2 separate regions of the Astyanax mexicanus genome follow, and region 2 is linked to region 1. A link is a contact called in public Hi-C data. All regions are on one chromosome and are shown on one strand. Each heading gives the region's core, a stretch centred on a gene start, on an enhancer-like site or on the middle of the called end of the contact. The rest is flanking DNA. Distances are from core to core; before and after follow the strand shown.

Evidence for each region. Hi-C and Micro-C count contacts between places; a contact is called where the count stands out from the background.
Region 2: a Hi-C map of muscle shows a contact between it and region 1, with 12 times the contacts expected there. The contact joins the promoter of marcksl1a here to the enhancer-like site in region 1. A contact is called at or near these places in 2 of 3 Hi-C or Micro-C datasets (both in muscle).

Annotation. Positions count from the first base shown.
Region 1 is chr7:6,711,900-6,717,160 of AstMex3_surface, forward strand. No RefSeq gene overlaps it. Among protein-coding and RNA genes, the nearest start is that of bsdc1, 28 kb to the left of the region's middle. Within about 2 kb of position 3,287, the one cell type or tissue checked has an H3K27ac peak away from gene starts, as active enhancers do.
Region 2 is chr7:6,868,577-6,873,837 of AstMex3_surface, forward strand. marcksl1a (MARCKS-like 1a) reads left to right here and starts at 2,656. Exons shown (of 2, transcript XM_007228992.4): 1 at 2,656-2,948; 2 at 5,228-5,261. The coding sequence starts at 2,889.

The sequences.
Region 1 (5,261 bases), core at 2,037-4,536:
CGGCTTGGCAGGGGCTGCTGTTGGGGTTTTGTAGGGTTGGCATCTCTGAATGGAACTGTGGGCCAAGGCGTGTTTTTAAAAGGCTAGGATCATTGTCGAGTTGGCATCGCTTACACGTGCATTTTTTTGGTTTGGCAGCTCTGAGAATGGAATTCTTGAGGTGGCAATCACATGAGCTTGGCAGCGCCGTCGTCTTTCTCACTCAGGATGGCATGGCTTAAGCTGAAACCGCAGAGATGTGATCTTGCCTGAGGCTGTTACTGAACTGGGCCTTCGCTGTGGCGCTCACACTTTCAGGAGTTGCAGTCTCATGCATTGTAAAGGGGGGTTCTAGCTAGGGCTTCAGTGATGTGTCTCAAGAGGTCATTAAGTTTCTGCAAAAACCTATTTGACATTTTTTTCTGCCCTTTTTTTCTGGCTGAATAACAAAGCAGCAGTTTTATATATTTATACAAGTAAAATGTAGTCAAAATAAATTGCATTCATGACAGTGTCTTTACTACACATTGCCAACATAGAAAAGCATACACTTTGTTCTGAACTATTATGCAAATTATATTTTTCCCTGATTTTCCCAAATGGTAAAAGTCATCACCTGTTTATAAATCGATTATAAATCGAGTTTTATTGAACAAACATCCTGATGAGAACAGTATATTCTTCAAAAATAAAAAAAAATGCACCAGAAAATGCATTTGCGGCCACAACAGTGCAGAATAATTACAAATGCGCAGTCAAAAAAATAAAAAAAAATTACAAATCTCAACAAAAGTATAAGTCCATGACTGCGAATCATTAAGTCAAATCACAGATCTCATACATCTCTACACACAGGTGTAGGCTAGCTCTAGTTGTCTCAGGGCTCTTTGGACCACTGAAATCAATCTCAGACACCTGTGATAATTCGTTTTCCAGGTGAGCCCAATTAAAAGAAAGCTACTAAGGAGGATGTTCCACATTATCAAGTAGGCCACAGGTTTCAAGCAACATGAGAAAGAAAAAGGATCTCTCTGCTGCCGAAACGCGCCAAATAGTGCAATACCTTGGACAAGGTATGAAAACATAAGATATTTCACGAAAAGAAATGAATGCCATAATACAGAATTGTGTCAGCACGATTTTAAATTTTACAAATGCCCTTTGTTTCATACTGACATTGTTTATGACATTTGGAGCATATCGATTCAGATATTCTATTCGAAACTTGAATAGAATAAAAAATCCTTGCTCATCAAAGTCCTAGTGATTTTAGTGGTGTGTCCAGCACTACAACTGCACTCTATCAGGGGATCAGCAGAGCCTGTGGAAGGGCACGTCTTTGTCGCCGAAAAAAACACCGAAAATAAAGACCAAAGAGGCGCTGCAGAAAGGCTGCCTTCACACTCTTCAGAAGAGCATGGGAAAGTGGGAAGTCTGGTAACCATAGAAACAGGAGGGGGGCTTTCTCTCCTTTTTTAGCCTGTTTTGCATCATTCATGTTCCTGAAATGGCGTGTAGAAATGAGCAGTCCCTCTCCATTAAGAGCTCGCTTGGCTGCAAACCCCGCAGTCAGCGGGGTTTGATAGCGTATGAAAACAGTAGCTGATGTTTATATAAAGCGTGTTTTATTAACAGACTCGTGTTGATCAGAGGAACATATTGTTGTGGTTTAAGCATGTCTTTGGAGTTGGGTTGTAAATGCCAGCTGTTGCGTATTTTTTCAGGTATAAGTTGAATGTGAAAGGATGATTTTAGAGACATGGGGGCAATGGACTATTTCTATATGAGACCCAGAAGAATTAGTATGTAACAAAAAAAATTTAAGCAGCAGTGGCAGGCTCAAATTTTACTCACATGTGAATTGAGTTGCACTGCTGAGGTATGTTTATGATTAGAATAGCACTGCTGAGGTTAAATAATAATGATTTGTTGGTATTGTAATTGCAGTACTGATGATTTTTCATTTTGTTTACATGTCAAAATAAAATAAATACTGTGTATGTGTATGTAATGTCTTTAAATATTGTGAAATAATTTTTTTTCCATATTACCCAGCTCTATCAGGGTGTGATTATTTGCACCAAGAGTGAGATGGCTTTTATACTGTACTATTCATTTCTATATTGGAATTGTGCATCTTATTGAACAAAATTAAGAAATAAATGGTGATATAGATTTTTGCTTTATCGTCCATTGCTAGCCAAACACCTTTAATAAATAAGGTTAATGCAGAACACAACCGACAAATTTTATATAAACAGTATATTTTAAATGGAACATGTTAACGTTTAAATTACAAAGTGAAAATAAAGTTAAGTTTCTGCCCTGTTTACTTTTCATTCATTAAAAAAAGTTACTTTATTTTTCGTAATTAAAATGTTAAAATGTAAAAAAATGTGAAGCTCAAATATTATATAGATGTATTACACACAGAATGGTCTATTTTAAGTGTTTATTTATTTTATTGTTGATGACTATGACTTACAGCCAATGAAAACCCAAAAATCAGTGTCTCAAAAAAATCACAATTTTATACAGTATAAGACCAACTGGAACTTTTGGTAGTGTGGGCAGTGTGCCAAGTCCTGCTGGAAAATGAAATCTGCATCTCTGTAAAAGTTGTCAGCAGAGGGAAGCATGAAGTGCTGTAAGATTTCCAAGAAAACACAGTGGATCAACACCAGCAGATGACAGACATGTCTCTCCAAACCATCACTGATCATCAGTAAATTTTACATTTCATTTGAAGGAAATCAAGGGAGCAGAGTCTGGAGGAAGAGTGGAGAGACACACAGTCCAAACTGCTTGAGGTCTAGTGTGAAGTTTCCACAATTATGATGGTGTGCTTTGGAGAGATTTCTCTGCAGTGAACCATTTCAGATCAAACCTTCTCTCAATGACTCAAATTCGCTTCACAGCCGCTGAATTATTCAGAATTTGTTGAAATTGGTGGACTTCCCCTTTAACTGCCATTGCTTAACAACATTCCAGACAGTGGAAGTTACAGTATCTGGAAGCCCTGAGGAGTAAATGATGAGTGTGTCAGATGTGAAGTTGAAAGTATGTAAATGCGATCCAGTGGGCAGCCTGATGATTAGCCGTGGTGAGCTGGAGCGTCTAAAGTTCAGTCGGCCTCACGCTGGGGGATGTGATCTGCTTTTGAGTCTTGGTTCCTCTTAAGATCTGTTCCTTTTTTCAGTCTCGGGGAGTTTTTTCCTTGCCGCAGGCGTCTCTGGCTCGGTTTCAGGACGGCTCTGTTTTGCGGAGCTGCTGGGTAACAGTGCTGAGGGACGCTCTGAATGAGAGAAATTGAATTAAGCTCTTCTGAAACAGTGGAGACCTAAGCAGAGATCAATGATTGATTAATGGAGCAGCTCAGGGTTAAACGTCATGTTGGAGGGCACGGCGGTGTCAGCCGCCGACAGTTGGGATCAAACCCGTGACCTTTTGGTGTGTAGTCGAAAGTTCTGCGACCAGCAAATTGCTGCGTACCCTTCTTTTTCTTTTATTTGGCCCACAAGCGTCTTTTAAACATTTCTTTTTCCATCCAGCACGGTTGAAGTATGCTGGATCTCCTTTTCCACTGGTCTTTCAGATCCTCGATGTGCTTGGTCAGCTGTCTTTTCCACTGAAAGTCAACCGAATGTGTTTATTAAAGCAGTAAGCTGTCAGTAGGCCGTGGGTTACAGTCGTTTCTACCAGGCTTTGCTAGGCAACAGGACGGAAATAACCACAGCACACTGTGCAGCCCCTTATTGGTTTTACAAACCAGCTGCAAAATACAATATACATGTGCCCAAATCAAAAATAAAAAAAGTCTTACATTGTGTTTGACTCTTATTCAATTGCAGACAGTTTAAACCCAAGATATTTATTTTTTTTCCCTGAAGCATGCAGCATTCATGTTTTTTAAAGGTCTACAAATTTTGATTCATCTGAACACAATAAATGTCTCCAAAATGTCTCCATGTCTATATGATAATCCATTGTAGGATGTTTCTGAGCACTCCTCAAATCCTTTCATATTTCTATGCACTGTAGATATCAGAATATTGGACTTTTTAAATCATTTTTTTAATCAACAAGCTGTTGACAAACTGGAGATCCTCTTTAAAATCCCAACAATATTCATTCACCATATTCATTCATTGGATGTTTTAGGTTGAATTCTCTCATGCTGGCCATTGGAAATTCTTCATGGCACTTCATAGCAAAGAACTCTCGAAGGATGTGAGAAATAGAATTGTTGCTCTCCACAAAGATGGTCTAGGCTATAAAAAGATTGCTCTAAAACTCTAAAACTGTGATACAGTACTATGGCCAGACAAGGTCAGGCAACAGTTTTCAAGGTCAGGCCTTCCCAAGATCGACTTGGTGATTTGGTGTCAAATGAAAATGCAATTACTGCAAATGGAAGTAAAAGCACTTTTTCATCCCTCTATCAAACTGTTTTTTTTTATTGTATGGTGAGGAAATATAAAATGCTAATCCTAAATGCAGAAGGTTGAGCACAGTATGCTGATTCAACAATAACATTTGAGACTACGTTTGAGAACGCTGGTTCGAATCCTCTTCATGCAGCTTGCCATCGACTGCCGGAGCCCTGAGGGAGCACAGTTGACTCTCTCTGGGTGGGTAGATGGCACTCTCTTCCCACATCACTCCAAAGGGTGATGTTGATCAGCACAAGGCTGCGTCTGTGAGCTGATGTATCGGAACTGAGTCGCTGCGCTTTCCTCCAAATGCGCTGTGATGCTACTCGGTTACTCACTAGTGAAAGGGGGAGTCCTAATGAGTGGGTTGGGTGATTGTCCTTGTAAATTGTTGAGGAAATGAAAAAAAAAAAAAGAAAAAAAAACTACATTTGCACAAACATTTAACATTAAATGTACAAAAGACATTACTTCAACCCCATTTCAACGTTGAAGTTCGATTGTGTGCCAGCTGGGAAAATCTACTTCTCCTCTTCAAACTCAGACTGTGAGTTTTCAGAAATGTGTTCCTCTGCATCACCATCAAACCCTCTTTCTCTTCCAGTGGACCCAAAGACTCTGTATGTAATGTAAATGTGAATATGAGGTATAAAAGAGGGGTTATTTCAAATGTTTTCTGATTCAAGAAATGAGCCAAAACCAATAAATCTTAGTTTGAATTTTTTTTTTTTGTATCATATTTATTAAGCTTCGGGTCCCACAGACCCGAAGACCTTACAGGGGTTAAACTGTGTGTTCAGCATACTTCTTGTGTGTGTGGTTGGTCTTTTCTCAGCGCTGTGTCTCTGC
Region 2 (5,261 bases), core at 1,406-3,905, 160 kb after region 1:
AAGTAACCAATGTCATAAATGGACCCTTCTTATGAATATTCATATATTACATTTGTACACAAACATATATATATATATATATATATATATATATATATATATATATATATATATATATACATAAAGGAACTTGAAATAAATGAACTCACATTAGGAGTCAGCATATTAATAATAATTTCTCACAAAACACAAGCTGGGTTGGAAGTTAAATCAAAAACACGCCTTCTGTGTTAGGATTGGCTAAGATTGGCAAAGCATCGTTCACGCAAGTCATCCAATCAATCCCTACCCATTCAGGACCACATCCAGTTTTCAACTATGTGCTACTAAAGTACAAACAAACAATTCATCACAATGCTAAAATTAAGTGTAAATTAAGTGGTTTAAGCCCCACCCATCATGTAAGAATTAAATTATATTTTTTTCAGGACACGCCCACCAACCGATGCTTTAATGGTTACTCTATTATGCCTCGTCCACGTCCATTGAGATAGTATTAGATGGTAACTAATTTGAGCCCCTCCTCCAGTTTTGATAAAGTGCTTTGAAAATATGAAAGCTTCTCACTTCTAGGCTTGGATTGGTGGGTAATTCATTTAAGCCCTGCCCACTGAGTTAGCATTTAATGGAAACACATTTAGGCTACACGCATTGAGTTAGCATCCAGTTATAGGCAATGGGATTTCGGAGTATGAAAAACTATTGACTTCTAGGTTAGGACTGTATGGTAATTCATTCAAGCCCCACCCACTGAGGTAGCTTTACATGGTAATGTATTTAAGCCACACCCATTGAGTTAGCATTAGGTGGAAACTCATTTAACCCCTTAACGCCTGAATTAATGTAGCTGTATATGAAAAAATGTTTCATGTGTGTTTTACCTTTAAGTAGATAGTAAATATTGTTGAGATTATTAATTTCACTTTTGCACAAAAATAAATAGAAATTTTGGTATGTTGCAAATTTGCAACAACAGGCAATATGGTCTATTTGGGGTAAATTTGGTATGTTGCAAATTTGCTACAGCAGACATAATGGTCCATACTAAGATAACAATAACAGAGTAATATAACAGTGAAAAATCAATGTTTTATTTATGCACCCAACAGCAGGCATTCAATAATAAATAACACCAATTACTGTCACCAACACAATATACACAAATATTACAGGAAACATTTCATTAATTTGAATTCTAGATTCATTTGAATTGTAAATTGTCAAAGGTTCCTAGGTCCGTGGCAAATATTCACTACAGGCATTGGGGGAATGCAGGCGCTATCTTGGCAGGTTGATTGAATCAAACGGTTAGTTGCATATTTGCAACAACAGGCGTTAAGGGGTTAAGCCATACCAATCACATTAGCAATAGCTGCTAACTTCACATCTAGGTTAGGATTGGATAGTAATTCATTCAAGCCCCACCCATTGAGTAATTAACAGATGGAAACTCGTTTAAGCTCTTCTCCAGCTTAAGATAAATTATTTTGAAATTTGAAAAACTACTCATTTCTATGCTAGGATTGGCAGGTAATTTAAACCCCACCCATTGAGTTCGAATTAGATGGTAACTCATTAAAGCCACACCAATTGAGCTGGAATTAGATACTTCTTCAAGCTACACCCATTAGGTTAGCATTAGATGGTAACTCATTCTAGACCCGCCCATCTGGTTACCATTAAATGGTAACTCATTTGAGATCTGCCCATTAAGTTAGCATTAGATGGTAACAAATTTTATACCTGCCCATTGAGTTAGCATTAGATGGTAACTCATTGAAGACCTGCTCATCGGGTTAGCATTAGATGGTAACTCATTCTAGACCCAACCATTGGGATAGCATTAGATGGTAACTCAATCTAGATCTGCTCATCGGGTTAGCATTAGATGGTAACTCATTCTAGACCCAACCTTTGGGTTAGCATTAGATGGTAACTCATTCTAGACCCACCCATTCAGTTAGCATTAGGCGGTGACTCATTCTAGACCTGCTCATTGGGTAACATTAGATGGTAACTCATTCTAGATCTGCTCATTGGGTTAGCATTAGATGGTAACTCATTCTAGATCTGCCCATTGGGTTAGCTTTAGATGGTAACTCATTCTAGACCTGCTCATTGGGTTAGTATTAGATGGTAACTCATTCTAGACTCGCCCATTGAGTTAGCTTTAGATGATAGCTCCTTCAAGTCACCATTCAGTTAGCATGTAGTTGTAGGCAAAGGGATTTTGGAGTATAAAAACTATAAAAGCGCACACTTCTAGGTTAAGAATGGATGATAATTTATTTAAGCCCCGCCCATTTATGTAACATTAATTTAAAATAATTTAGGCCATACCCACTTTCGTTTAAGCCCCTCTTCCAGTTTATGAGTTTATAAAGTGATTTTGAAATATATAGGTGTTGTTTTATTTTTATTTATTTATTCATTTGATTTTATTAGATTTTATTAATTAATTATTGTTTTGATTATGAACAAGAAGTCGAACGCAATAACAGGACAAACACCCATCTAACACCCCTCCACCACCCCCCTCCACCACCCCCCTCCCCCTCCAACACACACACACCCACCCACCAAGGCAAACCCAGCGCGCGAGGCGTGCCTTGCAATCGCGAGTGGGCGGGGCCTGGAGCTTCACAAATACACACAGCAACATCTCCTGAACCCTCACACTGCTCTGGCCGTGGAGACGTGTGGATGTGATCATACAGCAGCTTTCCTACAGCAGACACTACGCTGCTTATATACTAACTTGAGGGAGGAGAAAGACAGCCAGTGTGATCTGTGAGACACTTTTTTCGGGGGGGTTTCATTTTTTGGAGGTCCTTGTTTCGTTTTTTTTTCTCTTTGAGTTTTTGGGTTTAATTAAAGAAGGACTGAAGATGGGTTCTCAGTTATCTAAGGGCGAGGCTGAGACTGCAGCGGCTAAAGCCAACGGCCAGGTAAGCCAAGGCATCTTATTCAGTTAATTGATATGTTTTTTTTTTTTATTAATGAATTTTATTTTTTATTTATTTTTATTTGAGGGGATTTTTTGTTGGGGATCTCATTTTCCCCATTCCCTCTGATGCTCTCTCTCTGTCTCTCTCGTAAACGAGGAGGGGAGGGGGTGTACCACCACTAGGCTGGCGGCTTGTCTGTGTGTGTGTAAGTGTGTGTATGTGTGTGTGTGTGTGTGTGTGTGTCTACACGTTGACTTTTTTATCTATTATTTTGACTAGAATGGTCCATTCAAAATACTGTTTTTTAAAAAATATTTTAAATATCTAAGATGCTCAGTTTTGATTTCACACATTATTCCAGACTCACATTAAAGATTAAAGTCTGATCTCGTTAAACTAACTCTTTGTGTTGGAAAGATGAAGCACCCACCAATATTGTGGCTTATTGTCTGTCTGGTAGGGTCTTCACGCGTTGAAGCCCCCCTTTTTTGGGGTGGGGATGTATAACTAAATGTTTTTTAGTAAGTGTTATTTTTAATAATGAAGATTTTCTCATAAGAATCTATGAGATCGCATTAAATCACCATCGTGGTGGAATAATAGACGCTGGATATGGCAACCCAGCTTTTAGAACAAAAGGGCGCAAAGCATGCAAATGAAGGGGCTGCGGAGGGGCACGTACACACACACAGCGACAGTCTGAAACACGCAAACAGCAATTTTATGCCACTTTGTAAAAAAAAAAAAAAGAATTTACACCGCAAGAAAATCGTTTGAAATGGTTTTAGATGATAATATAGGTTTGAATTACACTGATAACACACACAGACACGCGCGCGCATCCAACGTGCGTGCATTAGTGGCCTAATTTCAGCTGCAACAATTAGCAATAAATAAAACAAATTAATAATAAAAATCCTCATTAAGAAGGGCAGTGAAGAATAAAGCTCATCAGCGATGGACCTTTAAATCCAAGCAAGCGTCACAAAAACCCCACCAAGCCCCTCTCTGGCTCCGGGTTTGATTGAACGCAGTCTGTTCATAGTCGCGTCGTCGTCGTTGTCTTTGTTTCGCCCGCGTCCAGAATCTGCGCGGATCTATAGCGCCCCCTCCCAATCAGTCAGCGCTATCGCAGCAGCACTTCATCATTTTTGAGAAAATCAGCTCATATTTTTTTTTGACAAATGGCGACACCCGCGGCCAACACTAGAACTACAAGCTGAATGACGAAATCAAAAGTTTGGGTACCGCCGATCCAATGTCCACAGGTGTTTTAATTGACGTTTTAAGTGCAAATCATATTTAATTCGGAAAACAAATGAAAGAAATGAATGTGTCGTCCACAAAATTATATACCACAAATAGATATATTTATTTTGTATATGTTACCAATTTAAACTCGACCTATAGATTGATAGTCTACACTTCAGTTCTTCACCCTCATAAATGAATTATTCTGAACAGACACATTTAAAGTACCTAAAATAGAACCCTGTGGGACGTGAGACGCAACATATCCACACATCCAAATTGATAGCAATCAGCATGCAATTCAAGAAAATGCTTTTTTATATATAAAAATGATTTAAGTCAGTATATGCCACACACAAAATCCCCCCATTAATTAAACTAATATATAAATTACATGATGAATCTTTGAGAGGCATTAACTGTTTTCTTTTTTCTGTTTTCTGTTTCCACACAAAATGAAACAGACCAATAGAAACTGTCCAAAATTACTTGGAATAAAAGGAAATAATAGTTAAAAATTAAAAGATATTGATCGCTTGTTGAAGATACATGGTACTCTTTGGGTTTTGGGTTTATCAGCCTTTGCATTGTTCACAGTTGCTGACAACATGGATATCTGGTGGCTGTGGCTGTTGTTGCTGTAAACCTGTCACATATCTGAGCTTTACAGCTGTATTGTGTTATAAGCTGTGAGTGGTTAGATTCTGTAGTGGAAGTGCTGTTGTTTGGCAGATGAAGCAGTTCTAAGCAGTACAGATTACCTGTAGCACAGGTCATTCATTATTTATTTATTTTTTTTATCATCAGAGGCTTCCTTCAGTGCATACAATGTCATTTTGGAGTTTGTTCATTTTGCTAGTTCTATGATGCTATTAAGGTCTCTGGAGCCTGTGAGAGGTCCATACACTACTAGGGGTTTAAAATTTGAGCCATGCTGCCCAAAAGCGTTTCTTGACCACATGCATGTTTTATTATGTATTTTATTAAATAAAAACCTGCCTAACCTCACTTCTCCTGTTTTGCTTTAGGAAAACGGCCATGTCAAAACGAACGGAGACGTGT